Regions from separate parts of the Sus scrofa genome. Here all the other regions are linked to region 4. Evidence: chromatin contacts called from public Hi-C, HiChIP or PLAC-seq and promoter capture Hi-C data. All regions are on one chromosome and are shown on one strand. The core of a region is the stretch at or near the end of the contact, and the rest is flanking DNA. Distances in the headings are between cores, read along the strand shown. Region 1 holds the start of LOC102161584 (proline-rich protein HaeIII subfamily 1-like). Region 2 holds the start of PSMB10 (proteasome subunit beta 10). Region 3 holds the start of ATP6V0D1 (V-type proton ATPase subunit d 1). Region 4 holds the start of GFOD2 (glucose-fructose oxidoreductase domain-containing protein 2). Region 5 holds the start of RIPOR1 (protein FAM65A).

What was found. Promoter capture Hi-C pulls out the DNA fragments that hold promoters and counts their contacts. Hi-C and Micro-C count contacts between places; a contact is called where the count stands out from the background. HiChIP or PLAC-seq counts read pairs in DNA pulled down with a chosen protein or histone mark.
Region 1: a Hi-C map of liver shows a contact between it and region 4, with 2.7 times the contacts expected there. The contact joins the promoter of LOC102161584 here to the promoter of GFOD2 in region 4. A contact is called at or near these places in 4 of 47 Hi-C or Micro-C datasets (fetal liver, heart right ventricle and liver) and 1 of 2 datasets of contacts at active chromatin or transcription factors (alveolar macrophages).
Region 2: an H3K27ac HiChIP or PLAC-seq map of alveolar macrophages shows a contact between it and region 4. The contact joins the promoter of PSMB10 here to the promoter of GFOD2 in region 4. A contact is called at or near these places in 2 of 47 Hi-C or Micro-C datasets (embryonic fibroblasts and heart right ventricle) and 1 of 2 datasets of contacts at active chromatin or transcription factors (alveolar macrophages).
Region 3: a contact with region 4 is called in a promoter capture Hi-C map of liver, with 2.9 times the contacts expected there. The contact joins the promoter of ATP6V0D1 here to the promoter of GFOD2 in region 4. A contact is called at or near these places in 1 of 5 promoter capture datasets (liver) and 1 of 2 datasets of contacts at active chromatin or transcription factors (alveolar macrophages).
Region 5: a Hi-C map of mesenteric adipose tissue shows a contact between it and region 4, with 1.9 times the contacts expected there. The contact joins the promoter of RIPOR1 here to the promoter of GFOD2 in region 4. A contact is called at or near these places in 5 of 47 Hi-C or Micro-C datasets (embryonic fibroblasts, heart right ventricle, mesenteric adipose tissue and 1 more) and 2 of 2 datasets of contacts at active chromatin or transcription factors (alveolar macrophages and skeletal muscle).

Annotation. Positions count from the first base shown.
Region 1 is chr6:28,195,406-28,198,728 of Sscrofa11.1, reverse strand. LOC102161584 (proline-rich protein HaeIII subfamily 1-like) reads left to right here and starts at 1,947. Exons shown (of 3, transcript XM_021094085.1): 1 at 1,947-2,322. It also overlaps a transcript of CTCF not described here.
Region 2 is chr6:28,545,695-28,549,178 of Sscrofa11.1, reverse strand. PSMB10 (proteasome subunit beta 10) reads left to right here and starts at 1,570. Exons shown (of 8, transcript NM_001044565.1): 1 at 1,570-1,723; 2 at 1,935-2,022; 3 at 2,113-2,210; 4 at 2,305-2,445; 5 at 2,717-2,832; 6 at 2,943-3,001. The coding sequence starts at 1,668.
Region 3 is chr6:28,130,326-28,133,367 of Sscrofa11.1, reverse strand. It overlaps ATP6V0D1 (V-type proton ATPase subunit d 1), which reads left to right and starts at 1,288. Exons shown (of 8, transcript XM_003126946.4): 1 at 1,288-1,598. The coding sequence starts at 1,469. AGRP (agouti related neuropeptide) reads left to right here. Exons shown (of 3, transcript NM_001011693.1): 2 at 1-84; 3 at 502-684. The coding sequence ends at 684.
Region 4 is chr6:28,346,601-28,349,801 of Sscrofa11.1, reverse strand. GFOD2 (glucose-fructose oxidoreductase domain-containing protein 2) reads left to right here and starts at 1,605. Exons shown (of 4, transcript XM_021094104.1): 1 at 1,605-1,819.
Region 5 is chr6:28,154,754-28,157,965 of Sscrofa11.1, reverse strand. It overlaps RIPOR1 (protein FAM65A), which reads right to left and starts at 1,458. Exons shown (of 22, transcript XM_021094059.1): 1 at 1,160-1,458.

The sequences.
Region 1 (3,323 bases), core at 698-3,197, 150 kb after region 4:
AAGACAGATGGTCAACTAGGTTTCTGGTTTAAAAGAAACTAAACAGTGCTTACAAAGTAAATAATGTGAAGTAAATTTTATGCCGGCAACATCCCTGCAGCAATATACCAGCCTCTAGAAGTGCATTCTGCCAGCAGGCACCAACCACTCTGCAAGGCTCTGCTACAGGTCCTCCTCAGGGCCCTAGACGCCGTTGCTTCTGCCACGCCCAAGGAACTCCCCTAGCCCCCAGAAGTCCTTGGTGGGTGCCTTCATTTTCATGTGGTGTTTAAAGCAAAATTCTAAATTCTAATGCATATTAAAACTCTAATTAAAATCCTAATGCATATTAAGGATAACTTTTACAGCTCCTAAACTTTAAGTTGGTTGAATGGATCTCTAAAGATAACTTTTACAACTACTCTTTTTTTTTTTTTTTGCTTTGCTTTTTATTTTTTCGGGCCACACCCGTGGCATATAGAGGTTCCCAAGCTAGGGGTCTAATGGGAGTTGTAGCTGTTGGCCTACGCCACAGCCACAGCCACTTGGGATCCAAGCAACAGCTCACAGCAACACCGGATCCTTAACCCACTGACCAAGGCCAAGGATTGAACCTGCAACCTCATGGTTACTAGTCGGATTCGTTAACCACTGAGTCATGACGGGAACTCTCCCTCCATTTATTTTCTGTAAATTTAGTTTTCCAATAAAAACTAAGTACAGACCTTGGCATTTAGGAAATCTCAAAGGATAGCAACTCTGTGGACAAGATCTACAGCATTAAAAAAACAGAAATGATCTGTAAAACCAAAAAGCTGGTGACTGTATATATGGTACAAATCAATTAAGAAATAAAATATCATCTATGGAGCACAATGCTAACTTGGGAAAATAAGATTTCCTCCTAACTCAACTGCAGACTTTAATCTGTGCGGAGCTTATTTTAATAAGTAAAACATGCCACTTGCCACCCACAATTTCAAAAAGAAAGTAAAACTGAAAAGTACAAGAATGCCAAAAATTATACAAATGGCCTAATATATTAGTCAATTAAACATGATTCTATTCCTAAGCATGACAGTCCAATTGCATTTAGTTACTTAGCACAATTTTATTGTGGAGAAGGAACATAATGTTGAAAAGACTCCCCAGTTGAGGCATCTGGTGCAAAATTCTACAGATTGAGATTACACAGAGTAGACCAATCAATTTTGCTTATTAGCACCAGGCTGTTTTAATTTCCTCATAAACTTAATATAGCTTTCCTGCCCCCTCAAAAGTTAATCAATACTTTCCCCTTTCTAAAGCTACCCAAGTTGATACATCAACTGCTGCACCAGTGTATTAAGGTACCAGAATATCTGAGGAAAAAGAAAAGACTGATAATTCAACAAGCAGCTTTTTAACGACGCAAGAAGACTTAAGGACAGAGTGAATTTAACACACATGCCCTGTTTAGCCTCTTTTGCCCCCTAAAGGGGTTTAAAATTTTAACTTTCCCAGCCGATCTAAACTCAAAGAAAGCATGAAGCCTATACATATGTGAATGTTTACTTATTGCTGAACTCAGGGCTACAGGAAGGAAGTCAGCTACTAAAGAGTAGTTACATTAAGCGTAGATATTTATAAACCAACTGCAACTACTGACCCAGGATTCAATTACAACATCAACCCTCATATTTCAGCATATGGGCAAATTACCAGTGGAGTCAAGAATAAATTCATTCTGCCCTACTGGCGCTTTAGATCAGGTTGCACAATCCCGGGGCAGAACTGCCTTCGCCTAGCCCTAAAGCATCAGGTACTAAGAACTGTACGAAGTCAGCGTCAGGATGTTTTAAATTTTAAAGCAAGAGGAAAACCCAAGAGTAGCCTGAACCAATTTAGCCAGCCCATAAACCCGAATTGACGAATTAGTCACGTCACTTGAGAATGAAATTAAGTTTTGATCCCTTTGAGATCTTAGCGCAGTCAGGCTGCTATCACTGCAAGAGGAATCTGACCCTGCCTCGAGAAAAACTACTTGTTGTCGAACTCGTGCCCTTTCAGCCCACCATGGGGGGGCCGCGCCAGTCGGGTAGGGCGAAGAGCTAGTTTGGGGGCGCAGCCGGGCCAGGCGGGGGCGGCGAGCGCGCGTCCCCCCGCCCGCTCCGGCGGCGTCGAGGCGCGAGCAGCTCAGCCAGCCTTGCAGAGGGAGCTCTCGGCAGCTCTGGGGTCCCTCTGCTCGCAGCCGCAGCAGCGCCGCCTGCGCCACTCGGTGGAGACGGAGACCAGCGGCGGCGACGTGCGGACTGGGAGCGACCGCCGAGCAGCCAGGCGGCGGGGGACACTCGCAAGGCGCGGGTAAGTGCCAGGGACCAGGTGGGCTGGAGAATACGCAGCCCAAGAGGCGCTGGCAAGGGCCCGACAACCATACTAAACGGAGACCCGGCTACACGCGCGGTTACTGGGGGCCTGGGCTCTAGAGCGAAGCGGTGCGGAAGCCGGGGAGCGGAGATCGCCTCTCGGCTGGGGCCACCCGACGCGGGAGGGGCGGAGGGCAGAGGGCGGGCCACGGCCGGGGAGATCCACCGGGCCAAGAGCCGGCCTCGAGGGCAGAGACAAAGGAAGGAAAATGGAGTCGCCAGCGCGCGGGCCTCTGTAGCCGCCGCCGCCAGAGGCCTAGCGCGTCGTCAAGAGGGAGGCCTAGCGGGCGGGAGGAGTGCGGGGGGTGGGGGGGAGCCGGCCGGGCCGCGGCGGCGACGGGCAATGGCGGCGGCCGCGCCGCAGCAGGGACGGTAGAGGGAGACAAACACCCCCCGGCGGCGGCGCTGGCGCCGGGCTGCAGCCAGCGCCGACCGGAGCGGCCCCATCGTGACACCTAGAGGCGGCCCGCGAAACCTCCTCCACCCGGGGCCCCCTTACCTCCGCGCCACACCCCCCGCAGCGCTCGCTCCGCCGCCGCTCCACCGCTCCGGCCACCCGGCGTCTCTAGCCAGCTCCGCGCACCCGCACGGGCTGCCGCCGCCGCCGCTGCCGCCAAAGAAGCAGCTCCGCGCACGGTTTAATCGCTCCACAGGCTCGGACACAAAATGGCGGCGGCGCGGTGCAGTGCGCCTGCGTCGGCGCTGCCGGGGCCGCGGGTGCTGATAAGGGAAGGGACGGGTTGGGGGGGGCCGGCCGGGCGACTAGTGGAGGGCGGGGGAGGAAAGGTGAGGGGAGGGGTTGGCGCAGGGCAGCATGGGAGGCAGCCCCGGGCGCCAACTTTCAAAAGCGGGCGCGATGGCGTCACGGGACGCGCTGCGGGTCGCGTCACGCCGCACGCGCTCTCGACTCGTCCCGCGTGGGCTCTGAGGGCACCCGAT
Region 2 (3,484 bases), core at 321-2,820, 200 kb before region 4:
TGGAGCCTAAGAGCAGCATGCAGCTGGTACAGAGTTTAAATAGGAAAAAGATGAGTTCCCCCTGTGGTGCAGCAGAAACGAATCCAACTAGGAACCATGAGGTTGTGGGTTCTGTCCCTAGCCTCGCTCAGTGGGTTAAGGATCCAGCGTTGCTGTGAGCTGTGGTGTAGGTCACAGAGGTGGCTCAGATCCCGCGTTGCTGTGGCTCTGGTGTAGGCTGGCAGCTACAGCTCCGATTAGACCCCTGGCCTGGGAACCTCCATATGCCGTGGGCACAGCCTAAAAACCATGAGTCACAAAGACACATGTACTCCGATGTTCATTGCAGCACTATTTTCAATAGCCAAAACATGGAAACAACCTAAATGTCCATCAACAGAGGAGTGGATTAAGAAGATGTGGTACATATACACAATGGAATATTACTCAGCCATTAAAAAGAACGAAATACCAGCATTTTTAGCAACATGGATGGACCTAGAAATTATCATGCTACGTGAAGTCAGCCATACAATGAGATACCAACATCAAATGCTTTCACTGACATGTGGAATCTGAAAAAAAGGACAGACTGAACTTCTTTGCAGAAAAGATACTGACTCACAGACATTGAAAAACTTATGGTCTCCAGAGGAGACAGTTTGGGGGATGGGGGGATGTGCTTGGGTGTGGGATGGAAATCCTGTGAAATCAGATTGTTATGATCATTATACAACTACAGATGTGATAAAGTCATTTAAGTAATAAAAAATAAATTTTAAAAAGGACAAAAAGACAAAAATAAATAAATGAATAAATAAATAAATAAATAAATAAATAGGAAAGAGTATGACCAGATTTCCAATCTAGTAAAAAGCCCCGTCTCTGCAGGGTAGAGTGTAGCCTGTGCTGGAAGATGAGGGGCAGGAAGTGTGGGGAAACCAGGGAGGCCAGTGTAGAATCTAGGGGAGAGATACTGCTAGTTGAGATAAGCAGTAATTAGGAGAAAGATCTGGATAGATCAAGGGTCATTTGGGAAGTGAAAAAAGGCTTGGCCATGGGTAGAGCCCAGAATGTGTATGGGCCACCAGATGAACAGCCATGGCACCGTTCCTGAGAGAGAGAAAACAGCACCTGAAACAGGGATGATGGAAGGATCGGCATTGCCTTGGCCAAGGATTGAGCCTTGGAGTCTGAGGTTTGATGGAAAAGGCTAAGGCAGCAAAATAGGCAGGAGTTGGGAGAAGGAGAGTAATAAAAGACAATAGGCAGCTGATGCTGTTGGCAGGCCAGTAACAATGAGATCAGAGACTTGGTCAGTGTGACAGCTTGGGGCATTGGGACTTGCAATTAGAGTTGGGGTCAGAGTAGGCAGAGCTCAGGGCTCAGGCGGGACAATGGCCAGAAGGGAGGTATTTGTTGCTGTATCAGACAGAGGCCTGGGAGCAACATGGAGAACCAGGCAAGGGACATCTCACCCTTGCCAAGCTGCATAGGACCAGAGGTGAAGGTGAAAGTGAAAGAGGATGCAGAAAGGAGCCATCATGCTGTGAGGAAATGTGAAAGCGAAAGCAGTTAAGCTCAGTCGTGCAGGACAAGGACAAAGGACAAGGCTGTGGCCTTCTTTGCTTGGTGCTGGTCCTACTCCTCTGACCTCCATACCCCTGGACTGCCCTGCCCACCTGGACATGCAGAAGATAGCGCTAGAGCCCCTAGGGGGCTTTTCCTTTGAGAACTGCCAGAGGTGAGTGGGGGGATGATTGGTCCCCAGCTGCCTAGGTCCTCAGTGAGGGTCTCTGGGAGTGGGAGAACCAGGATCTTTAAAAGTAAGACGACGACTTGGGTTCCGAGGCTTACATGGAGAAGTGAGAGAAACGTGGACGGAGTTGGAGAATGTGATTGGGGGAGGGGGATCCCATAAGAAAAGAAACCTGAGACTTTTCCCTCCGTTCCAGAAATGCATCCTTGGAACGCGCCCTCCCTGGGTTCCGGGTCCCTCACGCACTCAAGACGGGGACCACCATTGCAGGTCTTGTATTCCAGGTGAGCAAGAAGTTGTGACTGTGGGGCGTGGAGGGGCGGCCGGGAATAGGAAGTGGGCAATGACCTAACGGCTTCTCCCCTCTTCTCCAGGACGGGGTAATCCTGGGCGCGGATACGCGGGCCACTAACGACTCGGTCGTGGCGGACAAGAGCTGCGAAAAGATCCACTTCATCGCCCCCAAAATCTAGTGAGCATTCCTCTCAAGAACTGCCCCTTAGTTCCCCGTCCCTGGTCTCCGCACACCTTAGCCCCGACCACATGGACCCTCCCTTCACCCTCAGCTGCTGTGGGGCTGGAGTAGCCGCGGACGCCGAGATGACCACGCGGATGGCGGCATCCAACATAGAGCTACACGCACTATCCACCGGCCGCGAGCCGCGCGTGGCCACTGTCACTCGCATGTTACGCCAGAAGCTCTTCCGGTGCTGGAGCTGGGCTAAGACGACCCTGGGGAGGGGCAGTTGCAGGGAAGGTGGGGCTGATAGGAGGTGGGACAAGAGGAAGGACAGGGCTGCGAGGTGCCGGGAGACCGGAAGAGGTCAGCCTAAGAGGAGTTAAGAAGGCAACCGGAAGCAGCAATGTCAGTCATGGGGCTCCAGACCACGGGAAGGGGCGGGGCTCGGGTGCAGGACCATGGAGGGGAGGGACCTGGGTCCTGGTTTGTTTGGCTGACTGCGCCCACTTGCGGAAAAGGTACCAGGGCCATGTGGGCGCGTCGCTAATCGTGGGCGGCATAGACTTCACAGGACCCCAGCTCTACAGCGTGCACCCCCATGGGTCCTACAGCCGTCTGCCCTTCACGGCCCTAGGTGAGCCCTTCCATCCCTTCCCCACGAATCCCACGTATACCATCCTGGCCTCCCGTTTCTCCCGCGACCATGCGGCCGCGGCTGACCTCAGATACCCCTCCTGTCTACAGGCTCCGGCCAAGATGCAGCCCTGGCAGTGCTAGAAGACCGGTTCCAGCCCAACATGACTGTGAGTGACATCTGCGCCCCACTAGGCATTGCATTGGTGGGAAGTGCACTTGGGAGCTGGGGAAACACAGAGGTACCCTGGCCTAATCCGGAGGTCAGGAAAAGCTTTTCAGAGGTGATGACTGAGTACAGGAGGAGAAGCCAGTGGAGCGAGGGTGGAGAAGTGCAATTCCAACAGACCACTGTCAATGCCAAAGCTTGGACTGCATGGAGAGGTCAAAACTCAGAGAGGACCATTTAGAGCTAAGGGAGGAGAGAACAACAGGTGGGGTCTGGAGTCTGGGTCTTGTTTTGAGGTGGATGGAAAGAGAGGCATATGTCACTTCATAGGTGCCTAAGGCCCAGAAAGAAAAAGGAAATGAGCCTGGGATTGGGGGCCAAGACTACACTGGGTGAGTGAATAGGCCCCTGGAACCAGAGCCACAGGTGTGACTCAGAGAAGTTTGTGAAGATGGGGCATTGGGAACACCGGGTCTCTGGAGAG
Region 3 (3,042 bases), core at 39-2,538, 220 kb after region 4:
CTGCAGCCCCCACTGAAGAGGACAACTGCAGAACGGGCAGAAGAGGCTCTGCTGCAGCAGGCCGAGGCCAAGGCCTTGGCAGAGGTAACAGCTCAGGGAAAGGGCTGAGGCCACAAGTCTTGAGTGGGTGTGTCAAGCATCAACCTCTATCTGTGCTTGGAGTTGCCACTGTGGTACAACGGGATTGGCGGTGTCTTGGGAGCGCTGGGACGTGGTTTCATCCCCGGCCAGCACAAGTGGGTTAAGGATCTGGCCTTGCCATCCCTTCAGCTTAGGCTGAGACTGTGGCTTGGAGCTGATCTCTGACCGGAAGCTCCATATGCTCTGGGGTGACCAAAAATGGAAAAACAAACATACAAAACACCTCTACCTGCACTTCCTGACCCCCTCACCCGGGGCGACACTGCAGACCATCCCGTTCACGCTCCACTTCCATCCTGCCTTGATCTGGCGCATTCCATGAATGTGCTTTTGGAAGTCCTTGTTTCCCAACCCTTGTAGGTGCTAGATCCTGAAGGACGCAAGGCACGCTCCCCACGTCGCTGCGTAAGGCTGCACGAATCCTGTCTGGGACACCAGGTACCATGCTGCGACCCATGTGCTACATGCTACTGCCGTTTCTTCAACGCCTTCTGCTACTGCCGCAAGCTGGGTACTGCCACGAACCCCTGCAGCCGCACCTAGCTGGCCAGCCAATGTCGTCGGGGTCGGGGTGGGGGTAGGCGGGCGCCAATAAAGTATGGGACCAACCCCAGGGTTGTGGCGTTATTTTGAATGTGACGGTCGTTAGGGGCGAAGGTGCCTCTAAGCCAAGAAACCACAGACACATCCCTACTCCAGGGCCTGCGCTATTCCAACATGAGTCACTTACACTCTTAAGAGTGCCAGGAGCGGTTGGGAGAAGCAGAGGAGGACCGTGCTCCAACCCTAGAAGAAGCTTATATAATAAATGCGGGGGAAAGAGTCGCAGCGCTGCAAAGGGTCTGTCGCTCCCCGCTGGCTAACAAACCATTAGGATCCAGGGCCCGCTTAAGGATAACTCGACGCGTGACCCCCAGCAAATCCCACCCTTCCCAGTTCCCCTCAGGGGAAGGTTAATTCACCAGTCTGAATATTTCCAAGCATAAGGGGCCCCCACAGTACCAGGTGCTCCGGACTCGGAAACTATAAAGTGCAAGCCCCCGCGTCCACGGGCGCCACCACGCGGCTAGTCTCGGACATTTTAAGTCGCTCCCGCCAGAGCTCCTCAATGAGCAGGCGCCAGAGGGCGGCCCCCCAGCCCACGGCTGCGCAGAAGTTCCGTGCGAAACCACCCGGAAATCGGGTGCTGCTTAGAGCCCCGCCTCCTTATGGTCACCTGATGAGCTTGACAGTCCACTGCTGGCGCCGCGTCAGCTGATCTTGGAGTTGTGCTGCGTGCCGGCCGGTCCGGTCCGGGTCCTCTGGTCCCGCCGCCCCAGACGCAGCCATGTCGTTCTTCCCGGAGCTTTACTTCAACGTGGACAATGGCTATTTGGAGGGGCTTGTGCGCGGCCTGAAGGCCGGAGTGCTCAGCCAGGCGGACTACCTTAATCTGGTGCAGTGCGAGACGCTCGAGGGTGAGCCGCGGGGCTGGGCTGCGGGCCCGAAAAGGCCTGCAGGGAGGCGGGCCCCGGCCTGAAGGTGCCTAGGTGTGGGAGGCGAAGCTGGGGGTTCTCGAAGGCGCTGGAGAGGTCGGGGAACCGGATCCGGGCCTGAGAGGCCTCACTGGGAAGCCGGGAGTGATGGCGGGTGTTTCGGAAAGGAATCTACTTCCAGTTGCAGCTCAGTGTGGGCCTAAACGCAAACGCGGCATTAAGAACTTCAGTGGTTCGTTTCCTCTGGGGCCACCTCTTAACCTGTTATTCCGGCGTTGTAGTTTGGAAGAGGGTCACTCGGGAGTGGTTGCTTCATGCGGGATGTGCTCATACAAACCTCTTTACTTTGACGTAGCCAGAGAGCTGTCTAGTGGCAATGCTTGGGGAATCTAAGTTGAAAAGTCCCCTGCTTTCCCTCCCAACACATACACCAAGGCCTTTGGGATCATTGTGTCTTCCCTTTGGCCTGGGACTGAGCCTTTCTGGGGAATTGCTGAGCCAGCTTAGCGAGAATTTCCTCCCATCGAGCAGTCTCCTGAAGGCAATGTTTGGGAGAGCCCTGAAAGTCTGGAAGTTCATACATACGTATTTGACAATAATTCTCACCCCCTCTACGAAGATACCTTTTGGGACAAGATTCCTAAGTACAGGAGTGGTATCCTTTCTTCTCAGAACACAAAGTTCCACAGTGGGATTGAATCCCTGAATCACAGAATCACATTTACTGAACTGGGTATGTTCCTGATTCCAGTCTTTGCTTCATTCCCCTCCCCCACGTGTAGTGAAGGGCACAGTGGCTGAGCTGTGAGTTACCATCCCTGACTTTTACCTGATATCCTTGAACAGAGGTACTGCTAGCCTCCAGGTTGGTAGCTGGAGGGGGAGAATGGCCAGATGATTCACCTTCTAGAGAAAATTTTCTCATCATAAACTTATTGAGGTTAGAAGTGAACTCATGGAGTTCCCATCGTGGCTCAGTGGTTAACGAATCTGACTAGGAACCATGAGGTTGTGGGTTCGATCCCTGGCCTTGCTCAGTGGGTTAAGGATCCGGCGTTGCCCTGAGCTGTGGTGTAGGTCGCAAACACGGCTCGAAATGCGTGTTGCTGTGGTTGTGGTGTAGGCCGGCAGCTACAGCTCCAATTCGACCCCTAGCCTGGGAACCTCCATATTTCTCGGGAGCGGCCCAAGAAATGGCAAAAAGAAAAAAAAAAAAGTGAATTCAATTTTTTAAAAGGTTGTTATGTACCTTGCAAACTGGACCAGTAATATGAAAATAAATACCTTTAAATTTAAAAACTTACTGAAGTTAAAGTACAGTTGTGGATATTATGGTTTTAATATAAATTTGCAAGAAAAGTCTGTCATCTCCTTTATAGGAGCAGAGCTGGGGAAGGAGAGGAGAGCACTTCAGTGTGCTGGGTTG
Region 4 (3,201 bases), core at 356-2,855:
CCTAGCCTTGCTCAGTGGGTCAAGTATCCAGTGTTGCTGTGAGCAGCAGCGTAGGTGGCAGACACGGCTCCAATCTAGAACGCTGCTTAGGCCCACAGCTGCAGCTCCAATTCAACCCCTAGCCTGGGAACTTCCATATGCTGCACCATTGCTGCAGCTGCAGTGTAGGTCGAAACTGGCACAGATCTGATCCCTAGCCTAGAAACTCCATATGCAATGGGGTGGCCAAAAAAGGGGGAAAAAAAAAGAAGAAACAGATCAAATACAAGCACGCTTTTGATTCTGCCTCCTTTCTGCTTGGCTGTTCAGAATCCAGGGAGAAGGACAAAGGGGATAAAATGCCATCAGAAGAGGCCGTTAGGGGTTACAATTTCTCTGGAAGACTTCCATGCTCACCAAGGTGGTGGTAGTGGCAGGAAGTCCTGTCTCCTGCCAAAGCAGGGATAGCCCTGCTGCTCAGCAGGTCTCAACGTAAACAACTGCGGCTTCACTGACATACTCTTTTTTTTGTCTTTTCTGGGGGGGAGGTGCACCTGCGGCACATGTGAGTTCCCAGGCTAGGTTTCCAATCTGAGCTGTAGCTGCTGGCTTACGCCAGAACCACAGCAATACCAGATCAGAGCCCCGTCTGCGACCTACAACACAGCTCACGGCAATGCTGGATCCTTAACCCACTGAGCAAGGTGGGGATCAACCTCAAGGATACTAGTAGGGTTCTTACCACTGTGTGACCAGCAGCAATCCCTCGATTGACACGTTCTAATCATCACAGGCTGCTCTGGAGAGCTGGCTGGGACATCTTCCTAATGCCAACTAAGCGTGCAGGGCTGGGGGAGGGGAGATTTAGAAGTCCACACTCTCAACGAGAGTTCCCTGGTGGCCTGAGGGTTAAGGATTCGGCAGTGTCATGGCTGTGGCTCAGGTTAATGCTGTGGCTTCGGTTCCATGCCTGGCCCAGTAAGTCCTGCATGCCAAAGGGCATGGTTAAAAAAAGAGAGAGAGAGATAAGCAGGGGTGGGTCTCCCCATGCAGAAATAACCCCTAATCCCACATTTTCAACATCACCTGTTTTGCACCAAGGTTTACAGGTTCGTTTCATTCTTATATCGGACAGTCTGGTGAAACGGTAGTCTCGTTACAAAGTGGTATATATACTTGGGTTCGGTAAAGAGATCAGAGAGACCGAAGTTACAGTCTTGAAAAACACTTGACATTGTTAAGGAACAACCAAAAAACATCCAGAAAGGGAGCCCAAGCACGGAAAAACGAGTCATTAGAATCAGAAAGCCAGGAAGTCCGGCAAGTTTGAGAGAACTGCCTTTCTGCAAAGATAAATTGTTATTCAGCAGGAGACCTTCCTTCATTCTGGGAAAATCAAGGCCCACAATCAAGGCCACCCCATTGCATACGGAGTTTCTAGGCTAGGGATCAGATCTGTGCCAGTTTCGACCTACAGCCTAAGTTGGAAAACCGCTCGCTCCTCGCCTCCACCGCCGGAAATGAATGACCAGGGCTTCTAGCCAGACTGCTTAACCTCCGCCCCCGATCAGCGAGCATGCGCAGCTCCCGGCTCCGGCCCCTCCCAGCGCTGGTCCACTACCGTCAGGGAGCATGCGCAGACCTCCCGCCGTCCCCCCCCTCCTTTTCCAAAGACCCCGGTTCCTTAGAAACCGGGCGGCGCGTTCCCGGTGGCTGCGAGCTAGTTTTCGGGGCTGGTGCGTCCGCCCCTGCCTCCCTTACGGAAGGCGGGTGGCCGCTGAGACCTGTCCGGACCCGTGGTCTCCGGTGTAGCCCTGGGCGGGGGATGCCAGCGTGCCAGGTGAGAGGCGGCCCGTGAGGGCGGGTAAGGATGACGGGCATGGCGCGGAGGCAAGCGGGCGCCGGCCGGGCCTCCTCCACGGACCGGCGCCCGAGGTCGGAGGAGGGGATGAGCTAAGCTGGGGTGGGAGGGGGCCGTTCTAACTGTCAGCGCAGGCTCGGGGGTCGCCCCAGATTTCGTCGTCCCACCTCGGAAATATGACCTGCAAGTTTGGTCGTAGAATTGTAGAATTTGGGTTCCTGGAAGGACCTTGGCCATAACCCATCCCTTTACTGGACGCGAAAACCTAGGCTCCACCGCCCTGTGCGGAGCAGACCCCCTACCTGTGTGAGGACCAACGCTTCGTGGATAAGGATGTGAGGTATGGGAACTTGAGACAAAGAACTCGTGGGGTAACTGGTCCCTCGTCTTTCCCAGTGAGCTGGTACTTTGTGGGAGATCAGTCATTATTTACGGAAAGTGTTCAGGTGGCAGATGGGAGAAACGACACTCTGAAAGGTGCAGATGGTTCTTCCAGTCCCCGAGTGTCCGCTGGCCAGATCTCCCTGGGCCTGGCTACCTTTGAAGCTCAGGTAGGAAGCAGATGGCTGTGGAGACAAAAGGTGAGGTGAGGTATTCCTCTCAAGGTATTATCACACGAATGGTGAGGAACTTAGAAGGGTCCAGGACATCAGGACTTGTGAAAAGTTGTGTGAGAGTTTAGGGAAGAATCTAAAGCACAAGACCGGAACAGAAAAGTTTAAGGCTGCCTTGGATTGACACCAAGAAAGGTTATAATCCTTATTTATAGTCATTGTACCCATAGGGTCATGCTGAGGGAAGGATACATGAGGAAGGAAGTCGGTGGCCTTTGAATATCCAGAATCTGGTGGGGCAGGGCACAGAGGACCTTTGTAAGCTTCAGGGCACAGAAGTCTGAGAAAAGCCCTGATTCTGTGACCCTTCAGTTGAAGGGAACAGCTGTTTAAATTAGAAAAGACACCTAATGCATTATTTTGATACAAAGAGATACGAAGAAGATGGTAGTCAGGGAATCTAGGTATATTCTTGTTTTAGAAGGAAACTTATTTCCTTCTGAAAAGCCACACCAGGGAACAAGAGTTTACGGAAAATGTAAAATAGTTACTGCTTTTGGACTAGGAGTTTAGAGAATCTATCTGGACCACGAGGTGAAAATTTTCAGCAGACAGTTCTATTGGTGGACCCCCCTCCCCCCATTTCACAGCAAAGATTCTGTGGTGAGAGGCTTTCTCTTACCACCTGGTCTACTTTTTCTGTGAAGTGATTGGTTTGGATCTGATCTGTTATTTTTATTTGCTAGAAAAATTCAAATATGTGATTTCTATAGTAATACTAGAACCAGCTAGTACTAAGATTAGCAA
Region 5 (3,212 bases), core at 209-2,708, 190 kb after region 4:
ACAACCTGTTCAGCCTTATGCAATGGCCTTCCTCACACTCAGACCTGGTTGCAGATCATGGTCACTGGGAAGCTGGAGCCTCTGTGTAAATGCTCCCTGACCCTCCACTTCTCAGTCCTCTCAGCCTTTGCCCTGTTCTGGATGTGTTGGACACAGATGATTCCCCTCCTCTCTGAAACTCCCTCTGGTTTCTCTGGTGGCTCCTCTTGGATTTCTAGCTGCTTCTCTGGCTGTACCTCTTCACATCCCTTGGTGGCTCCTCAGGGTGCTGGGCCCCTTTCACCCTTGATACTTTTCTCCAAGCCATCCTGACAACTTCCAGGGCCTCATTTCTGTTTCCACAGTGATGCCTTGAATCTTGACCCCCCATCTCTTGTGCTGTCTTCCCCCTTAAGATGACTCTTGGGCACCCCAAATGCACTGTATAAAGTCGACCCCCTCTCTTCTCCTCAGAACTGCTCTCCCTCCCGGGTTCTTATGTTAGTCTTGGTGGCTTTTCCGCTGACACCTCATTGCTCATCAATCTTTCCTGTCCTCCCCGCCCCTGCTGCCCTACCCTTGGCCAGGGCACCATCTGCACCTCCTTGCTGGCCTCTTAGTGTCTATTCTTGGTTTCGCCTGGCTAGATCCATTCTCCACAGGGCGGCTGGATCTCTTATGCATATCAGACCCTGTCCCCTCTCACTTCCCTGCTGGCCCTTCATCTCTGGCCATTTCCTCCCCATGAGATCCTAGCTCCAGCCAGATTGAATTTTTTGGTTCCCTGAATACACCCTGCCTTCCCACACCCCCATGTCTTTGCACAGGCTGTTCTATGCATCTTTATCCTCTTTCCTTCACTTGGCTAACTTGTGCCTATCCCGGTTTATTCTCTGGGATACCTTCCCTGGACCCCAGGCCAGATCAGTAACCTCTTCTTCACTTTCAAAAGTGCTTCTCCCATCACAGCCCTTGTCTGGTGCCCCTCCAGAAAGGGCCACCTGCTCCTCCCCAGGGCTCCACATACCAAGGCCAGATTGAAGTCAAGTCACTTGACACTGTGCCTGATTCCCATACCCAGGGGTCAGAGATCTCAAAAGTCATCAAGTTGCATAGAGAAAGACCATGCCTGAGGCCAGTGAACAGGTAGCCAGGCTGGGATGGGAACCAAGACTCTTACCTTCTCTTCCAGGGCTTCCTTGCTCCCCTGGATGCTGTTGCAAGTTGAGTCATGATCCTTGAAGGCCAGAAGGACTTGGACCAGAAGAGAGTTGCTAGGCTCTCAGCCTAGGGAGAAGGTAGCCATCAGCCTAGGCCCAGGGAGCTGGCAAAGGCTGTCCCAGGAAGCAGACCAGCATGCAGGGGGCTCCAGGCCCACCCATCTGATGAAAGGGTTTAATGAGAGTCCTTTCTCCCACAGAGTTGAGCAGTGGGAGTGTGGCCTGGATGTCAGACCGGGAGGGCCCAAATTCCTAAAGGGCAATGGTGGCAGCTGTTAGGTCCCTGGGTTAATTATCTCCAGTGTCACTCAGAAGAGAATGTGCTGAGGTGGGACCTCCCCCGCCTGGCTTTGGCTTCTCAGGGCAGGGATCTTTCCAGGACTCTTCTTGCTCCCCACCGGGCTGGAGTCTGAAGATCAGCTTGGTATTCCCTCAGGCCTCAGCTCTCTCACCCTACTTCGGCCAACAAGGGACTCCTGAGACTTCTTCGTAGGGTCCCACCATTGAAAGTTCGCTCTTGCTGTGCCCCCTGCCTGCTCCATGGCTGGGCCCAGCTGCTCAGTGAGCTCGGTAAATACTGCTGAATTGAACTGCTCTGTAAATAAACATGAAGTGCTAAATCGGCTGCCTGGCACTTAGGAGATGCACCTCCCCAGAATTTGCTAAGCAAACAAATAACCCCACATAGGGGAAGAGAAAGGACCCATCCCGTCTTTTCTTGTGCTTCTGTTTCCCAAACTGAGCTCCATTCATTTCTTCCAAGCAGCCCCGCTCATCTGATCCAGGCCTCTGCCTGAAATTTAGCCTGATGGTTAATGTGTCTGCCCTAGATGTCAAGAAGCCTTCTAGCATCCTCACAGTGGCTCACATCCCTGAATCTTCTTGTCATTTGGCACAAATGTGATGACTTGCTCAATGGCTGTGAGCTCTGTAGGAACAGGGCCCTAAGTACTCCACAGCCAGTGCCCAGCATGGGAACTTGATGATAAATATCTGTTGCATTAGGAATGACTGCAGGCCTTGGAACACTGGGATATTTCTTCTTCTGAAGCTGCCTGGATAATTTGTGGAGTGGGTTGGTTGGTGCCATCTCCATCATTCATTCCAATTTGCCCAAATGCACAGGCCCTCACTTGAGCTCTGTCTGGCTCCTTGCTATTTCTCTAGTCTTTCTCAGTGTTGTTTTTTCTCCTTGAATTTCCACAAGAGCAGAAAAGCTTGACAGTTTCACACTAAAGCTGAGCACTTTCTCTAGGCTTCCTACTGGCTTGTTTCCTGGAATCTGCTTTCCATCTCTCTTGGCTTATAAAGCAGTGACTCATTTATTGAGCCAGGAGTCTCTTCTCTGCATGAATTTCTTTCTTGTAGGAAATGCGAAAGGAGCAGGTGACATCATCTTTCATCCCCATCTCTTGGCCCTGGCTTATTAAAATCTAAAACCCCAGCTTTGTTGTATCATGAGAGGTGGTGGAACTGCTGGTTCTCCCCTCAACACAGGCAGTCCTCCTTAAACTAGGGCTCTTGAATCCCCAGGGGCTCATCTTAAGGAATTTTCAGATCCCCAACCTCCAGACCCCACAAGGGCACAGAATTACATCTGTTTCCTTGCTAAGCTTCCACATAATGACAACCTCTGGCTCTCCTTGGAAATCTAGAAAACTATATATAGGAATAGATTTAACGCACTTTCAAGATGCCAAGGCTTCTCATGCTTCTTAGGCACCAGAAATCACACATATGCATAATTTCTAATTTGTGATAACTTAAAAAATTTTCAAACGCAAATGCCAGAGCCTGTGGGCTGCACATCAGCTGTCCTGGGCAGAAGTCTTCACGTTGAACTGACGGGGAATCATATACACATCATCCACACTCACCCAGATGACCGGGGTATATGAGCATGCCTGTCTGTGTGAATTTTTTGTTTTTTTTGCTTTTTAGGGCAGCTTCTGTGGCATATGGAGGTTGAATCGGAGCTGCAGCTGCCGGCCTATGCCAACAGCCACAGTAATG